Regions from separate parts of the Sus scrofa genome. Here all the other regions are linked to region 4. The links are chromatin contacts, called in public Hi-C and promoter capture Hi-C maps. All regions are on one chromosome and are shown on one strand. The core of a region is the stretch at or near the end of the contact, and the rest is flanking DNA. Distances in the headings are between cores, read along the strand shown. Region 1 holds the start of KARS (lysine--tRNA ligase). Region 2 holds the start of COG8 (conserved oligomeric Golgi complex subunit 8). Region 3 holds the start of PSMD7 (26S proteasome non-ATPase regulatory subunit 7). Region 4 holds the start of TXNL4B (a long non-coding RNA gene).

Evidence for each region. Promoter capture Hi-C pulls out the DNA fragments that hold promoters and counts their contacts. A called contact is a pair of places that touch in the nucleus more often than the background predicts.
Region 1: a contact with region 4 is called in a promoter capture Hi-C map of liver, with 3 times the contacts expected there. The contact joins the promoter of KARS here to the promoter of TXNL4B in region 4. A contact is called at or near these places in 1 of 5 promoter capture datasets (liver) and 1 of 47 Hi-C or Micro-C datasets (heart right ventricle).
Region 2: a contact with region 4 is called in a Hi-C map of skeletal muscle, with 11 times the contacts expected there. The contact joins the promoter of COG8 here to the promoter of TXNL4B in region 4. A contact is called at or near these places in 1 of 5 promoter capture datasets (liver) and 5 of 47 Hi-C or Micro-C datasets (heart right ventricle, liver, retroperitoneal adipose tissue and 2 more).
Region 3: a contact with region 4 is called in a promoter capture Hi-C map of liver, with 9 times the contacts expected there. The contact joins the promoter of PSMD7 here to the promoter of TXNL4B in region 4. A contact is called at or near these places in 1 of 5 promoter capture datasets (liver) and 1 of 47 Hi-C or Micro-C datasets (liver).

What each region holds. Positions count from the first base shown.
Region 1 is chr6:12,056,049-12,060,308 of Sscrofa11.1, reverse strand. KARS (lysine--tRNA ligase) reads right to left here and starts at 2,834. Exons shown (of 14, transcript XM_003126856.3): 1 at 2,678-2,834. The coding sequence starts at 2,739. It overlaps TERF2IP (telomeric repeat-binding factor 2-interacting protein 1), which reads left to right and starts at 2,858. Exons shown (of 3, transcript XM_003126857.3): 1 at 2,858-3,645. The coding sequence starts at 2,967.
Region 2 is chr6:17,642,619-17,646,802 of Sscrofa11.1, reverse strand. It overlaps COG8 (conserved oligomeric Golgi complex subunit 8), which reads right to left and starts at 1,259. Exons shown (of 6, transcript XM_003126905.6): 1 at 764-1,259. The coding sequence starts at 1,251. NIP7 (NIP7, nucleolar pre-rRNA processing protein) reads left to right here and starts at 1,399. Exons shown (of 5, transcript NM_001048071.1): 1 at 1,399-1,491; 2 at 1,611-1,697; 3 at 1,794-1,932; 4 at 2,729-2,869; 5 at 3,076-4,184. The coding sequence starts at 1,436. The coding sequence ends at 3,195.
Region 3 is chr6:17,045,643-17,049,677 of Sscrofa11.1, reverse strand. It overlaps PSMD7 (26S proteasome non-ATPase regulatory subunit 7), which reads right to left and starts at 2,258. Exons shown (of 7, transcript XM_021093860.1): 1 at 2,066-2,258. The coding sequence starts at 2,139.
Region 4 is chr6:14,995,477-14,999,449 of Sscrofa11.1, reverse strand. TXNL4B (a long non-coding RNA gene) reads left to right here and starts at 1,373. Exons shown (of 3, transcript XR_002344529.1): 1 at 1,373-1,742. It overlaps DHX38 (pre-mRNA-splicing factor ATP-dependent RNA helicase PRP16), which reads right to left and starts at 1,359. Exons shown (of 27, transcript XM_021093857.1): 1 at 993-1,359.

The DNA.
Region 1 (4,260 bases), core at 1,585-4,084, 2.9 Mb after region 4:
CAGAGAAGGGAAAATAACCTGCATTAGAAATTCTTTATTCATACTAAGGTTTTGTTTTCAGCACTGTTTTACAATAAGACCTAAAAGTCATCTCAAGACCCCAAGGAGTGAGACTCTGAATTTATTAAAGAGAAAAGGAGAAAAGACTATTGGTTTTGGTGGGTAGCAGGGCTGTTTCCTTAGCAACAAATCTAAGGACTCAACCAGAAGCTTAACAGATAAGAGACTAAGTAAGGGAAGGATTTTTGCTCCCAGAGCAATAAAGAAGGTAATTGGCACCAACCTTCTTTTATCAGAAAGTGGCTTGTCCTTGTGAATCGTTGTGAAAGGGGCAAGTTGATACAGGCGCAGCTCCCTCTGCCCCCACTGTGCCCAGGAGGTTTGGCGCAGGGACCCCCTAACCAGCCTTACAGCAGCTTGCGTCAACATGGTAGAATACCCTGGAACTAATGATTACCACCACCTAACAGGAAACACAGAGAGGTGGTGTCAGATGGACAGACAGTACACATACCCCCAAGGAGCACTCCTACTCTTAAGGGTTGGGTGGTGGTGGTGCGGGCGGAGGTTGCACAATCTTTTAATGTCCCATTTTCCATTCTACCCTCTCAACTGACAGCAACCTTCTAACACTGTGCTGCAACTCTAACTGATAACAGTCTTAGTCCCGGCTATGGTAAAAAGGTGCCTATCCGGGGACAAAAGTCAAAAGCAGGTAAATTAACAGTTTATGGGCAGAGATGATCACAACACTCTAGAAAATAGGAGACAAGCCCCTGACAGGTGGTTTCTCTCTTGGAGATTAAACACCTGGCCACAAAGATGGCAATGGGAAGCACATAAAATATCACCATCAACTGCAAACTCTGGACGAAGCTAAAAACAAACCACACAAAAGCAATTATGTCAAGGAGAAGACTTGTTTGGAGCTCTAGGAACAAGGAGGAAAGGAGAATTTCAGATGAGTCGTAGATTACATTATGTTTATACATTAACACTGGAAGGCAACAGAATGACAGGAACTATGTTCTTGATTTCATTAAAATAAATTTGGCCCTTCATTTAGGAATGAGTCACCTGGCAGGCAGCCATCTGTTTTTAAACTTGGAAAAAAAATAACTGACATACAGGGGTGTTCACTAAAGATTCAGATCAAGGAAATTCCAAGAACAATTAAGAAACAGAAGGAAATGTTAGTCATAAACTATTTCGGCCCATTAGAGAAATATACATCAATAGCAGATTCTTTTAGACACATGAGGAGGTATGATACAGTCAGGATAATGAGCACGGGCTGTAGAATTTGCAGACCTGATTTTAGATTATTTGCTCCAGAGCTTTGAATCCACGGCGGACAAAACTTTAGGCATGCAAATTTCAGCAACGTATATAATCACCAGAGCTTCAGTTTATTAAACTGAAAAATGGATATTAACACCTTCCTTGCAAGGTTATCACTGAGATTAGAGGAAAGTCTAACATTCTAGCACAGAGCCCAACACACAAAAAAAGATGCTTTAAAAAATGACTGCTGTAATTAATCTAAGAAGTCAGCAGAAAGGAACTGGCCAGTTTCCTCAGTTTACCCTAAAATTACACACTCAACTGGAGTTTTTACTTAGGAGGCATCTATGATTTATAACTCTAATATTCAATTACTGACGTAACGGGATCAAAGTTCAATCTTCCTCAAGGCAGAAGTTCAAGACCAGGTTCCAAACTTTTACAAAGATCTATTGGTCACTCTTCAAACAACGTTATTAGGGTGCCATCAAACCAAAAGCTTACATATTTCCTTTCTCATTTCCCTAGAATATGTGAAGCGTAAACCCAGAGACACAAAAGGAAACGTCAACTCTAACTGCCTGAATGCTAAAGCAGTCATTACATGCACTAAACTAACTTTTCTCCTTGCAACTGGAAGAGCACTGTATTTATGTACTAGACTTGGGAGTACTGAGGAAATAGTCACTCAATCATTGCTCATGTTTTATGAAGAACTTTGGTTGAGAAGGAGTGCAGTATTCAGAGAACAAAAGACACAGCCAGTGAAAAAGGCAGCTAATCTTTATTTATAAGTACTTTCATACTCCAGGGACTTGGGGTGATCACCAAAGATACATCCAGCAATGCTGAGTGCAGCTTGGTATATCCGGCTGACAGACCCTACTGCTGGACACTGGTGATTTATTCAATAATCACAGATCCTTTGAGTAACTCATACGGATAGGTGCACAACACAGTTGAAAAACTGATCTTTTTAATACTAAAGGTTCACAGTGGCTTTGGCTAGGCCAAGGACAATTTGAAGGTCTTTCTGAAAAACTAGGGTATTTAACATTCCTCCAATTTCCTTATTGGGGCGTGGCTCAATAATAACGCATTTCTCAAGGGGGAGCAAAGGGGAGAAGTAATTTTCCCTTTTCTCTGTCGCCTCTCAATTCTCCGCATACTCTCACTCCAGGAGTACGACGGGGAGGAAGGACGCGGTCAGCGCGGGCCCTCGGGCATCCTGGGGGATGTAGTTCAGGGCGCAGGGGCTACGTTCCTGCATGTGGGTACCCACGAGAGCCGGCAGGAAGGCCCCAAGCACAGCCGCTACGGCCGAAGCCTCGAGGTACTTCTTAGTCCAGACTCTCCGATCGCAAAGGTTTTAACGACCCGCATCGACACTTACTTTTTGCTCAGTTTCGGCTCCGCGCCGTCCACTTTAACTTCAGCCGCCTGTACCGCAGCCATCTTTCCCGAGGGCCGGACCTAAAGAGGATGAGACTCGTAGGGCGATTTTCAGGTCACGCTCGGAAGTCCCGCCTCTTCCGGGGAAAGGGGCGCCCACTGTTAACGCGCAGCTGTCGCGCAGGCGCATTTGGGGCCAGCAGCCGCGGCGTCTGGTACGTTACCTCAGGCAGTGGGGCTCCGTGCGCCAGACGCTCGTTAGGGGGCAGCTCTTCCGCTGCGCGTTCGCAATGGCGGAGGCAATGGATTTGGGCAAAGACCCCAATGGGCCTACCCATTCGTCGACTCTTTTCCTGAGGGAGGATGGCAGCTCCATGTCCTTCTACGTGCGTCCCAGTCCGGCGAAGCGCCGGCTCTCGACGCTCATCCTGCACGGCGGCGGCACCCTGTGCCGGGTGCAGGAGCCGGGGGCCGTGCTGCTGGCCCAGCCCGGGGAGGCGGCGGCCGAGGCCTCGGGCGACTTCATCTCCACGCAGTACATCCTGGACTGCGTGGAGCGCAACGAGAAGCTCGAGCTGGAGGCCTACCGGCTGGGCCCGGCTCCGGCGGACGACCAGGCCCCAGAGACGAAGCCCGGGGGGCAGGCCGGAGGCGGCGCCGCCGCCGCGGAGTCCGAGCCGCAGCCGCACGCGGGGCGGATCGGCTTCACGGACGCGGACGACGTGGCCATCTTGACCTACGTGAAGGAACATGCCCGCTCGCCCAGCTCGGTCACCGGCAATGCCTTGTGGAAAGCGATGGAGAAGAGCTCGCTCACCCAGCATTCGTGGCAGTCCCTGAAGGACCGCTACCTCAAGCGCCTACGGGGCCAGGAGCATAAGTACCTGCTGGGGGAGGCCCCCGTGAGCCCTTCCTCGCAGAAACTCAAGCGGAAAGCTGAGCAAGACCCCGAGGCTGCTGATAGCGGGGGTGAGGCCTGTCGCTGGCACCTGCGCGGCGTGGGGGCGGGGGCGTCGTTCCTGTCCCGAGGGGCGACCATGTTGTGTCTTTGGTAGCATCCCCCGCCCCGCCCCCCTGTGACATCCGGGTAAAACTAACACCATTTTCTGATCTTGAATTCACTTTTCCAATAGGTGGGATATTGACGGGGTTCGCTATTACAAAGGTACAAAAAGAGTATATGGAAAATTCTCCCCCTTTTCCTGCCCATTAGATACTCTCCCCCGCCCCCACCCCCCACCCTGCGAGGCACTGGGGAACCACCTTCTTGGGTATCTTTTCAGAGAGATTTCACAGACTCCTTTTTAAAAACAATTCTCCAGTGTTTAAGGAAATTCAGCATAAGCCCTGCCAGACCAGTTTATTGTAATGTCTTGGCTGAAACAGATGCATATTCACATAGAAGGTTCTCAGCAATTGGAAATGGTTTTTTAGTTTCGCTCAGGTGAGGTGAGTTTCTAAGGCAGTTGAGTTGAATGTTGGGACTCAGGTGTGGTTAGGATACAGCAAAGCTGGTCAGATGCTTCACTTCTGATATAAGGGATATTGACAGTTGAACCTGACCCTTTTGTTCAAAGAGGCATA
Region 2 (4,184 bases), core at 10-2,509, 2.6 Mb before region 4:
AGATCCTGTCGTGGAGCAGTGGAAAGGAATTCGACTGGTATCCACGAGGACACATGTTTGATCCCTGGCCTCACTCAGTGGGTTGGGGATCCAGAAATGCCGTGATCTGTGGTGTAGGTCGCAGATACAGCTTGGATCTTGCAATGCTGTGGCATAGGCTGGCAGCTGTTATCTCCAATTCGACCCCTAGCCTGGGAACTTCCATATGCTGTGGGTTCAGCCTTAAAAAGGGAGGGGAAAAAAAAAAGAATATGGTTCCGATAGGACGGTTTGTTTGGATTTTTTGGATAATTTTTACTGCCCCCGAATGAGAGGATTTCCTTGGCATTCTCCTATCAATGAAAGTTTTGGAGCCAACGACCCTGGTCCAAGCTACTGTGTGTACCTGTGTGTTGTGTGTATATGTATGAAGGTGACAACTGTAGAGTGTTAATTATGTCAGATCCAATGATAAGTGCTTTGCATGGATTCTCTACTTAGCGCTCACGACAGCCCTACGAGGCTGCTGGGTTCCAATTTTGACTTCGAGACTTACTAGCTGTGCCTTGTGTCAGTCACTAACCTCTGTGTCTCGACTTCCTCATATACAAAATGGGAATAATACCTACCTCGAAGGCTGCTGTGACGTTTAAATGGATTAATAAAATGCTCAGATGAGAGCGTGGCACCTGGTAAGCGCTATCTAAGTGTTAGCTATTTCCCTCATCGTAAATATTAGCTGTCACAGCTCTTAAAAGCCCCTTAAACGCTGGGCCCGCCGCACCTGCAGCTCTGCTGGAAGCTGGGCAAGCGGTCGAGCAGGCGGCCGAGCGACTCCTCCACGTCGCCAAAGAGGCGATGTATGCGCTCGGTGCACTCGGCGCCGCGGATGAAGGTCTTGTAGTTGGCGAAGGCCAAGTCGCGCGTCTGCTGCAGCAGCTGCGCTCGCTCCTCCGCCAGGCGCTCTGGCTCGCGCCGCAGCCGATCCAGCCCCGAGCCGCTCAACTCCCTGAGGTAGCGGCCCACGTCGGGCCGCTCCCGCCACTGGGCCTCTGGGAAGCGGTCCCGGAACAGCGATGCCAGGAGCCCTTCATCCTCCACCTCCCCGAGAGCAGCCGCAGTGGCCGTCGCCGTGGCCGAGGCCGCAGTTGAAGCAGGGATCGTCTCCGTCGCCGCCATCTTCTCAGCAGCGGCGTCCCTTCGCCTCCCGCTCGGCGAGGGCGCTGGCTCGGAATCCAGGACCGGAAGCAACGCCGCACTTCCGGTCTCCATGGCGCCTCACCCGGCCGGCTTGCATTCCCCGCTGGTCCTCCAAGGCCGCGGGGCGCTCGCGTGACGAACCACGCGAAGGCAGCTAGAGAGGCCGGATTTGAGGTTGCCAAGGAGAGGCGGGAGGCTGGCCTTCCGTTTCCGGCGACTGAGGCACGAGGATCCGGTGTTCCAGCCCAGCGGGAAAATGCGGCCTCTGACTGAAGAGGAGACGCGTGTAATGTTTGAGAAGATAGCAAAATAGTAAGAACGCCCGGGGCAGATGAGGGAGTGCGTGCATGGCGGGGAGGGCTGTGGGTAGAGCGGGGCCGCGGGGCCGGGACGAGTCCGGGCGCAGCCTCCAGCCTCTTTTCTGCTTTCAGCATCGGGGAGAATCTTCAGCTGCTGGTTGACAGGCCCGACGGCACCTACTGTTTCAGGCTGCACAACGACCGGGTTTACTATGTGAGGTGAGGCGGGGCTGGGTAGGCAGCATGGACCCGGGTGGAGGCCTGGGTCCCACCAGCCTCCCTTATCTGACACCTCCTTCTTCCTTACCCTTTCAGTGAAAAGATCTTAAAATTGGCCGCTAATATCTCTGGTGACAAGCTGATGTCGCTGGGAACGTGCTTTGGAAAATTCACGAAGACCCACAAGTTTCGGTTGCACATCACAGCTCTGGATTACTTAGCACCTTATGCCAAGGTTTGTGGGGAGTGGTTTTCAGCCCGCTTCTAGGGATGGGGGCGGTCTAGGCTGAGGGCCACATCAGACTGCAGATAATTGGGCACCTGCGTTAGTCCCTGAGGGTGCCTAGGATCAGTGCCAGCACCTGGAGATGTTCCTACTTAGATCTTGCTGCTTGGGCGTGGTTGGGGCTGCGTAGTGATTGGAGTAGTATCTCCAGCAAAGTAGAAAAGCCTTTTCTGATCTAGTTCAAGAGGAAAAAGTAAATAGGAGGCTGCGGTGAGGAGCATAGTGGGATCCAGAAAAAGCCGTTAAACTGCCCGTGGGAAAGGTCGATTGTAGAGTTGAAGGAACCTCCTAGCAGTTCTGAACAGTTTGAGGGAAGCATGCCTTTTTCTTTCTTTTCCTTGAAATTTGTATTATGAGATAAAGGAAGTACAGGGATGAAATAAACAGCATGGGGGAGTTCCTGTTGTGGCTCAGCGGTTAAGGAACCCGACCAGTATCCATGAGGATGCACGTTCTATCCCTGGGCTCAGTGGGTTAAGGATTGGACCTTGTGGTGAGCTGTGGTGTAGGTTGCAGAGGCAGCTCAGATCTGACGTTGCTGAGGCAGCTGCAGCTGCAATTTGGCCCCTAGCCTGGATACTTCCATATGCTACGGGTGTGGCCCTAAGAAGACAAAAAAAAGAAAAGAAAAAAAACTTTGTTCATAAAGAAAGAAAAAAATTAACCATAGATTCAGCAGCTAGCTTGTCTGCAGGCATCTAACTATTTTTATTATGTCTCTTGGATGTAATTCTTTGTATTGTAGTATAAAGTGTGGATAAAGCCTGGAGCAGAGCAGTCCTTCCTGTATGGGAACCATGTGCTGAAATCTGGACTTGGTCGAATCACTGAAAATACTTCACAGTACCAGGGAGTTGTGGTGTACTCCATGGCAGACATCCCTTTGGTGAGTACATGTGGTAGCTGTTAAAAAATCAAGTATCTTTTTGTTTAAGAAGGATGTATTTTCAATCTTCACTTGAGAGACTAAGATCTCAGCACCTTTTGAAGTCCTCAAAGAACTATATTTTTTTCATCTGTGTTATTTCCAAATCTTAATGCGTGCTCATCGAATGACTTGAGTGAATCAGTGTCTCTTCTTTTGAATCCCAGGGTTTTGGGGTGGCAGCAAAGTCTACACAAGACTGCAGGAAAGTAGACCCCATGGCGATTGTGGTATTTCATCAAGCAGACATTGGGGAATATGTGCGGCATGAAGAGACATTGACTTAAAACGAAGTCATCGAGAGGACTTAAGGCTGTGTGGAAGGGCCTAGCTTTTCCTGTGTCTGTGTAGGCTCCACCGTCATGGTGAATTTTGTCAACACTGACCTCTTCAGGGACTTCTTAGTTTAACATTCTATCATGGACAAATCCAGGCTGGATTCTTATTATGCAGAAGTGGCTCAAAAATGGAGTTTCGGATCTTTGTGATTGTGACTCAATAGAAATCTGTGTTTTATGTTTGAATCAGAGGGCTTCTTGTTTTGAGTAACAGGTTCTAAATTGTTGGACCCGAGGACAAGAATAGCGTACTTTTGTTATCTATGATAACACTGTTATCCAAACACAAACATAATGGATTTCCTTAATAATTTATTAACACTGTGAAAGATAGATATTGCCATATCAGAATAGTAGACTGTGGGGATTTTACAAATGAAATTTGGATAAAATAGTAAGAGCAGTGTATTCTGTTGCTTTTCTTTATGGTAGGTGCTGTGTGGTATGGAAGAAAAACTTGGATTCAAACACTGCTTCTGACACTTACTAGCTGTATGGCTTTAGATGAGTCGTTAAACTTTAATAAGATTCATTTCCTTCTTTTGTTTTAAAAAAACAGAACTGTCTTTCTAAGCATGGTTTTTAGAATTAGAAATCATGATTGTAAAGTACCTAGTACAGTGCCTGGCAAAACTGAATAAATGGTAAGAATTATTTTTATAATGCTTATACTGAATATTTCTGTTATTAAGAGTAGCATCGTATGACTATAATTTGATATGTTATCCTGGCTTTTACAGGTGGTTTTCTCGATTTTTCTTTTTCTTGAATGGTGTGATTCCAGGCCAAATGTTACTTTTTATCACCTTCGTTTCCTAAAACAACTTCTCTTTTAAGTGTTTTGTTTTAATTGAAATTTTTTATTGAAGTGTAGTTGATTTACAGTAGTTTGTTAGTTTTCAGGTGTACAGCAAAGTGATTTGGGTATATGTATATAC
Region 3 (4,035 bases), core at 1,009-3,508, 2.0 Mb before region 4:
CAACAATAAGATGCCCAACAGGAAATATCAATGGTACACACACTGGCTTAGCTGAGAACTAATCCCACTAAACAAAAGTAATAGGTTAGGCCTTAATAATTAATTTCTAATGAATATAACGGGTAATTCACGAACTTGGTACACTGGCAGCTTTACTCACTCCTGACTGCAAATTAATACATGCCTGGAAAAAAATCTCAAACTTGTATAGACATTTAAAATGGAGAAAGTGAAAACTCCCCAGATCTTGGTGTCTTAAATGTTATACAGTTGGTGTTTGGTTACACATTAATGTTACCATATTTAACTTCAGTTTTTCTTTGCAGCTTGTCTTTCTCTTTTAAACTTTCCCCATCTTCTCTAGCCTCAAATCGTTTCAGGGATAAAGATACTAAAGTAGATCCAGTTTTATGGCCCACCTTGCCAACGCTTCCCCGGAGCATCTATTCTGTCAACAATTTCCACTAGATGTTTTTAACTCTTTGTATCAAATAGAGGCTCAGAAAACCATTCCGATCCAGAGGCATTTGTGTGCCATTTGTGGTCCCTCTGAATGGCTTAATGAGGCAGAAGCTGGAAGTGAGCTGGTGACTAATCATGCTGGTAGGAGGGCTCAATGAATGAGAAAGACTATTTCAGAATTTCTCCATATCAAACCTCATCAGTGATTCTGTCTTAAGGAACTACAACTGTTTTGCTTACATAATCTAATTTCATTGGTTTTCATGTAGAATTCTCCTTTAACCATTAACAAATGAGACATACAGAAACAATACAATTCTATGTTCAAAGCAAAGACAAAAGCCACTGTGAAATGAAGTACAATTCCTTAACAGCTGCTGCTTTCACAATGATTTAACTGTATTTATCAAAACATATGGTTTGGCAAATTTATAAATGCTTACTATATTTAGGGTTTGGATGAAACAAAGTTAAGGATTTTCTATTCTGGTGGTTCTTGTTTTTTTGGAAATCTCTGCTTAAAGGAAACTTCCACACTCAGGGCTTTTCTTCTGATCTACAAAAATCCATCTGCCTTCTTAAAAACACTACAACTGTTATCTGACAGAGCAGCTCACAGTGTCTGCCTGCACTAGGCCCTTAGCAAGTGTTTGTTGAACTTACAGAATAGAACTGAAATGATCCCTCCCTTAGCACCTCTAGTATCCTACAGGAGAAAAACAGTAATTATTTTTAGTGCGATAGCTTGCATATCCTGTTAGGCTAAGGCTCCTACAAAGCAACAGAACTGAAATGGGGACCCTAAACCTCACAGGAGTCTGGAGTTTGTTTTGAAGAAGCTGTACAAAGCAAGTTGCAAGAGAATGAGCACTTAGCAACTCTGACTTTACAGCAAATGCTCCCAACTGGGTCTTGCAGTTTTCCAAATCAAGTAACTATCTGGTAAAACTTCTGAACACGTGTAACAGGTCCAGCGAGACGAACAGCTCACAAACAAGCAAGCAAAGGCGGAAGAAACATCTGTGGGATGTTACCTTATTCATTAATGCCCAAATCTCCAACTGGTCTCATTAAAAACAAAATAATACAAAGAACAAAACCCAAAGCAGACTTGACACCTCATCTACATTTTAAGCTGTCGTCAAACACGATTCCCACTTCGAAACTCTCACAAGTTAAAACCACAGCTCTTCCAGGCGCTGAGACCAGAATTTCGCTGACAGCCTTCACAGGCAAAAAGCGCGAGTCTGAAGGGCTTTACTACGAGACATCAAGTCTTTTTGGCAAAAGGGGGCGGACGAAGTGACAGACGGGCACGAGGCCTGGGAATCAAGGCCAAGAGAAGCTTCCCAGACTCTGGCATCGAACGGACTAGGTAAAAGGAACCAGCAGCCCAGTTCCCGGAGCGTCGGCTGGGCGGCGTGGGAGACAATGCCAGGTGTCTTGGGCTTCGCGAAAGGAGGTTGGTCTGGGACCCTCGGCGACTCAGGGCCCTCCTGGTCCATCAGCGCCCCCGCGGCCGCCGCGCAGTCCCCAGCGCGCCCGTGACTCAGCAGCGGCGGCGCCACCGGCCCGGGTAGGCCGCCCCGTGTCGCCCGCTCACCGATTGAAATGATCCACCACACTCAGCAGCACCAGGGGGTGGACCACCACCTTCTGCACAGCCAGCTCCGGCATCGCGACACACCCCGCCCGCCAGGCCCTGCTCCCCGCGACCCGCAAACGCCGGCGGCCAGAGCGGCAGCGACTCTTTGGGATCCTCCAGGCCCGGCTCCTCCTCTTCCGGCTGGGCCGCTGCCGCGCGGCCCCTTCTTCCGCTCCCAGGGTGCTGCGCGCGCCGGGAGCGGGCTGTCGCTCCCGCTGCCAACTTGAGGAGGGCAAGTTCCCGGGAGGCGGAATCCGCCTCAGGTGACTGGCTGCGAATTTCCGGGGTCTTGATAGCTAAAGGGACACTGGAGACGTTAGAGGTTGACCTCCTGGTGTTTCGCTTGTACCGTTACCCACGGTGGCTTTTCGCTTCCATGCCTTCCCAACTCCCCTCCCCCATCGGAAATCTCGAGAAAATACTAAGAAAAAAATGTAAACAGTGATATGTAGTAGTTCCACCATTCAGCAAATGTTGACCTTTGCTTCTAGTCAGAGTCGTCTACAATTTCTTAGAGGAACTAATTTTAAGTCTCCAGCATTAGGGCATTCCCTTTAAGTAGATATGATAGTTTATCTCATTATCATCTTGTCAGGGAATTTCTCCTTAGTCTTCGCTATAGATGATAAGCAAACAATCAGCCTGTCTGTATTTTTCCACCTATCTTTATATTACTTACCATTTAACAAAGGATAGAATAATGCCGTTTGTGCCTAGAGTCAGATCATTCATACAGGTTGATGTTCAAATAAAAACTTAGAAAAAGATTGAAAAAGATGGGAAGCAAGAAGAAAATGTGTTTTCATTTTTCGCTGAGAAAGAGAAAAAATACTAAAAGGGGAAATGTAGAAAAAATACTAAAAGGGGAAATACTAAAAATACTAAAAGGACTTAAGGTTATTTGCAGAAAGACGCAAATGACTTAAAATCCATGCAAGTTTAGTCGCCGGACTGACTTATAAGTTGCTGTTTCTGTCAACAAAAATAATACTTACGCAACTTGAATTATTTAGTTACTGTTCATCCTCTTTTTAAACACCTTTTACCTCCCTGGGTCACGGAGGATCTGACCTCTCTGAAAAATGACCAGGAGATTTTGCTCTGAATCTTAGCCACCTTCCAGTATAGTCAGGGAGCTTTTGATATTCTTTATGGATTTTACCCCTCACTTTTATTTCATGTACTCTTCCTACTTTTGAGAACACTGTTTTGTATTTTCCTCGTTTTTTAAAGTGTTTTTGATTTGGCTATCAGGTGATTTCTGCTACTTCTTAAGATAATAGAACTTGTAAATTGAGAACATTTAAGTCAGCCCCATTGTGAGTTAAAGCATGCTTGCTGGTGTTTAAAGTAGATTCTCTTGTTTCATCTCTTGTGTGATGCTGTTCAACAGAGGGTAGACATAGATCTGTTAGACAAAGAGCTTGGAGTCTAAAGGAAGAATTTTGGGCGGCTAAAATATATAAAGACTATAAGGAAGACAACTTAAAATCATAATGTATTTTCCATGTTGCCCTATTTTTTTTCTTTTTCTTTTTTTTTAAAGTGGAACTGACTTGAAATCATAACTGATTTTGTAGCCACTTCTAGGGAAGGAATTCATTCGGCTGAATACAGAGGGAGATATAAGAAATCTAATTTCTTTTGTTCATTTAATTCTGGGCTTTAAGAGGATCTGATGAGAGCATAAGGATAATAATTTTCTTTTTTTAAAGAAAAATATTATTTAATTTGCTTTCTATTGAAGTATAGTTAATGTACAGTGTTATATAAGTTATAGGTGTACAATATAGTAATTCACAAATTTTAAAGATTATATTCCATTTGTAGTTATTATAAAATATTGGCTAAATTCCTCATGTTGTACAATATATCCTCGTTGCTTATTTTATAATAATACCTTATACCTCTCAATCCCCTACCCATGT
Region 4 (3,973 bases), core at 124-2,623:
TAGCCTGGGAACTTCCATATGCCGCGGGAGCGGCCCAAGAAATAGCAACAACAACAACAACAAAAAGACAAAAAGACAAAAAAAATTTTAAAAAAAATGCCATTAGGTAGAAGGGAAAAGGGAAAGCTACCTACTGGTGATATCTGTACTCATGTGAGCAAATCCAGGAAGGTAGGACATACAGACTCTGCTCAGTAGTCTGAACTAGAAAAAATACCCCTAGTATGTCATTTTATGCAGGAGAACCTTGTCTGTCTTAATGACTACTACGCCCAGTGCCTACAACAGAACCATGTGAAGAATTAATGAATGAACAAGTTTAAACTGATTAAAGGAGATAGGGAGCCAGAAATTCCTAAAGACAGCAAGGACAGGTACTAGGAGCACAGGAAAAAGAGTTTGACAGGACAACGAGTGGCTGAGGAGTTAACTGCTGTTTTGCGAATAAGTATTAATGGTAAAGAAGCCACAAGAGGTATAAGGAAAATAGTGAAGAAAGAAACTGAATATATTCATTCAATAATTATTCACTGACAGCTTTCTGTGAGCCAGTCGTTGTTCTGGGCATTAGAGATAGAGAAGAGAAGAGACAAAAGTCCAGACCTTCTTGGAGTTGACATTCTAGCAGAGGATATCGCCTGATAGAGATACCACTGTGACAGAGAAGAGGAAGCCCAAAGAACCCCTACTGGGTTCGGAGTCCGTCTGGGAGTGGGCTAATGCGGAGGCCTAAGGAAGGGAGCAGGTGACGCCCAGGGCAGCATCCCTGGACCTCAGCGGGGACGCACCAAAATGCAGGATCTGATCAGAATAAAGAGGAAGGCCGCGGCAGGCTGTCCTGCGCAATATCCCTACAGCGAATAAGGCACACTGGCTGACAAAGACAAGGATTCCCAAGTCTAGGCCCAAACCCGAAAGAGGGACCAATATCCGCTGCCTGGAGCCACCACGACTGGGTAAGAAAAGGTCGGAAAGGAAGAAGGGACACTCACCTCACCACGCCCGACTCTCGAGACCTTCTGTCCCGGATTCTGGGGCGCTGGCGCAGCCACTCCTCGCTCAGAACGTCTCAGAAAGCCAAAACCCGCACCTTGAAAGCGGCCATCGTTGTCCCATAATACTTTGCGCGGTCCCCTCTATCCGTCCAAAGATACCATCGAGATCAGCCCGGAAAACGCGAGTTCCTAGTGCGGGGCGGAAGGGGACCACGCTTGTTGGACTAGACGGTCCTCCGCTGAGGCTGGGATAAGACATTTATTACAGACACTTCCGAGTCTCTTGGCGACCAATCACGGTTAGTCTAAGAGTTGGGCAGCCCCCTAATTGGAATGCGGGGTGGGATCGGCCATGTTTAACAAGGGCGGAAGTGACCCTAAGGCTTCCGGTCGCAGCGGGGAAGATTGGCCGTGAGTAGAATAGGCCCTTCCGCTTATTGGGCTGCTGAACTGAACAGACCGCGCGTTAATCACTGCGTTTGTGCGTTTTCTTTTTCCGTTTCCGTCCACTTAAGAGGTCGGCCGAGAGTTATTTGGCAACAGCCCCTGGGTTACTCTGGTTTAGGGTCGCCGCCGCGGTTGCGGAAGAAGAAAGGAGTCGCCGGCGTCGCGGCTTTTTGGAGAAAGTGTCAGGGTTGCCGAAAGCCTTGAAGTGCTGGCGAGGAAGATGACGTGCAAATAAAGTATCATTTTTCCCCGGCACTTGTGGGCCAGGAGTAGTCCAGCCACTGGCATCATAAAAAATAGGTATGTCGGGGATATTGGAAAAATGAAGACGTGCACCCCAGTGTGAGTAAAAGTCACTCGTAAGTTCACACGCAGTGAAAACCACTGAGGGTGTTTGAGGATATTCATTTTTAGTTATTTCCTATGTGAATATGTATATTTGCATTATAGTTAGGTTTTGTACAAAAGCGGAATCACCCTTTGTATACTACTGTTTTATGACTTTTTTCTTTATTACGAGGATTTTTCACGTATCTGAATTGTTAATCTATAACGCAATATGTAGTGACAGTGTGTTAGTATGTTACAGGACTGCCATCCTTCATTTCACGATTCTCCTACCGATGGCAGTGTAAGTTGTTTCCAGTTTTTCACTGTTAAAAACGTGACAAATATCCTTTTTACATAAATCTTTCTGCGTATGTCTGGTTATTTACTAGGAAATAATTCTCAGAAATGGAGTTGTATTTCAGGTTTCTTTCTAGACAAGGTTTGTTCTCTGTTTTCTAGGGGGGACTATGAAGCCTGTCCCTTCACTGACATTCTTGCCTTTATCATTTAATCTTTGCCAGTTTAATGGCTTTTTAAAATATAACTTTTTTTTTTCTACTTTTTGTGGCCACACCCACAGCATATGGAAGTTCTCAGGGTAGGAGTCAAATCAGAGCTACAGCTGCTGGCCTACACCAGAGCTGACGCAAGGCCAGATTCCCCCCCACCCCACTGAGAGAGGCCAGGGATCAAATCCACATCCTCATGGATGCTAGTTGGATTCATTTCCGCTGTGCCACAGTGGGAACTCCTAAAATACATCTTTTAATTTGCTTTTCTTTACTTAGCAGTGAAACTTTCCAAATTTTTTTTTTTCTCGTCTGTCTTCTTTCTGAATTCCTTGTTTTTATCCTTTGCTATAGACATTTTCTTAGGTGTGGTCTCAATTTCCCTTTCCTTTTTTCAACATTTATTCAATTCCACTCTCACACCCTCACCTCCCCACTCACTCTGATGACAACTTTGCTCTCCTGCCATTTCCTCCTCTTTTTATCAGTAACACGCAGAAATTGCTGTTTGGTTGAATTCTAGTGGTTCGACAGATCCATCTTTTCTTTAGCTTTCCCCTTTCCCTCTCAGAATTTGTTCTGCCATTCCTGTTTGATGAAGTACCTTCTGGCAATCAGCTTCCCTATTTAAAATATGGCTCATGACTGGAACAGTTCCATTTCTTATGCGAATTTTAGTAATTCATATCTTAAAATGCTGCTTGTCACATAAGAGAGAGGGAGGGAAGGAAGTCCTCTTTTTTCATAGCATTAGACAACTTTGGAACTGAACTTAAAATACCAGGTATCTCAATGGAGTTTATCATGGATGGATCAAAAGTAAAGCTCCTTGGAATTGCGGTTGGCTCAGAAGTTTAAGGATTAAGGATCTGGCATTGTCACTGCAGTGGCTCAGGTGCCTGGCCCCAGAACTTCCGCATGCCGCACGTGCAGCAAAAAACAAAAACAAAACAAAAAAAACTCATTGATTGGGAGTTCCCCTTGTGGCGCAGTGGTTAACGAATCCGACTAGGAACCATGAGGTTGTGGGTTTGATCCCTGGCCTCGCTCAGTGGGTTAAGCCGTGACCTGTGGTGTAGGTCGCAGACGCGCTCAGATCCCGAGTTGCTATGGCTCTGGTGTAGGCCGGTGGCTACAGCTCCGATTAGACCCCTAGCTTGGGAACCTCTGTATGCCACGGGAGCGGCCTTAGAAAAGGCAAAAAGAGAAAAAGGGGAAAAAATTGATTAAAGAATTTCTCAATCATAAAAATAAGACTTGTGGTAAGATATAAGTAAAAATAAGTCTGGACTAGACATTTGGCAGCATGGGTTCTAGTCCTTGTGCTTGTAGCTGGAAGTGTAAGTATGAGCAAACTGGTATGAAAACGAGGGGCCCCATCTCTCTGTATTTTACAGTTTGGTGTGTGTGTCGTTTTTACACACTCTCAGTTTGTCCATTTGCCATGTGATGTGATATACCAAAATCTTTAAGCCAGGAGTCATGATGGTACAAATGGCCCTCAGTGAACATGCCTGACACAGCATGCTGCTATGACAAAGAATGTGTGGGTTTTCTGCTTAGAGATAAGAGAAGATCTTCATATGTGAGGTCAAGTTCAAAGTACAGAGGAGTGGGTAGACTATGTGTGCTGGACGTCTGCCGTGTGCCCCTTCTATCCACTCTTTCCCCTTCTCTAAACTGCCCTGGACA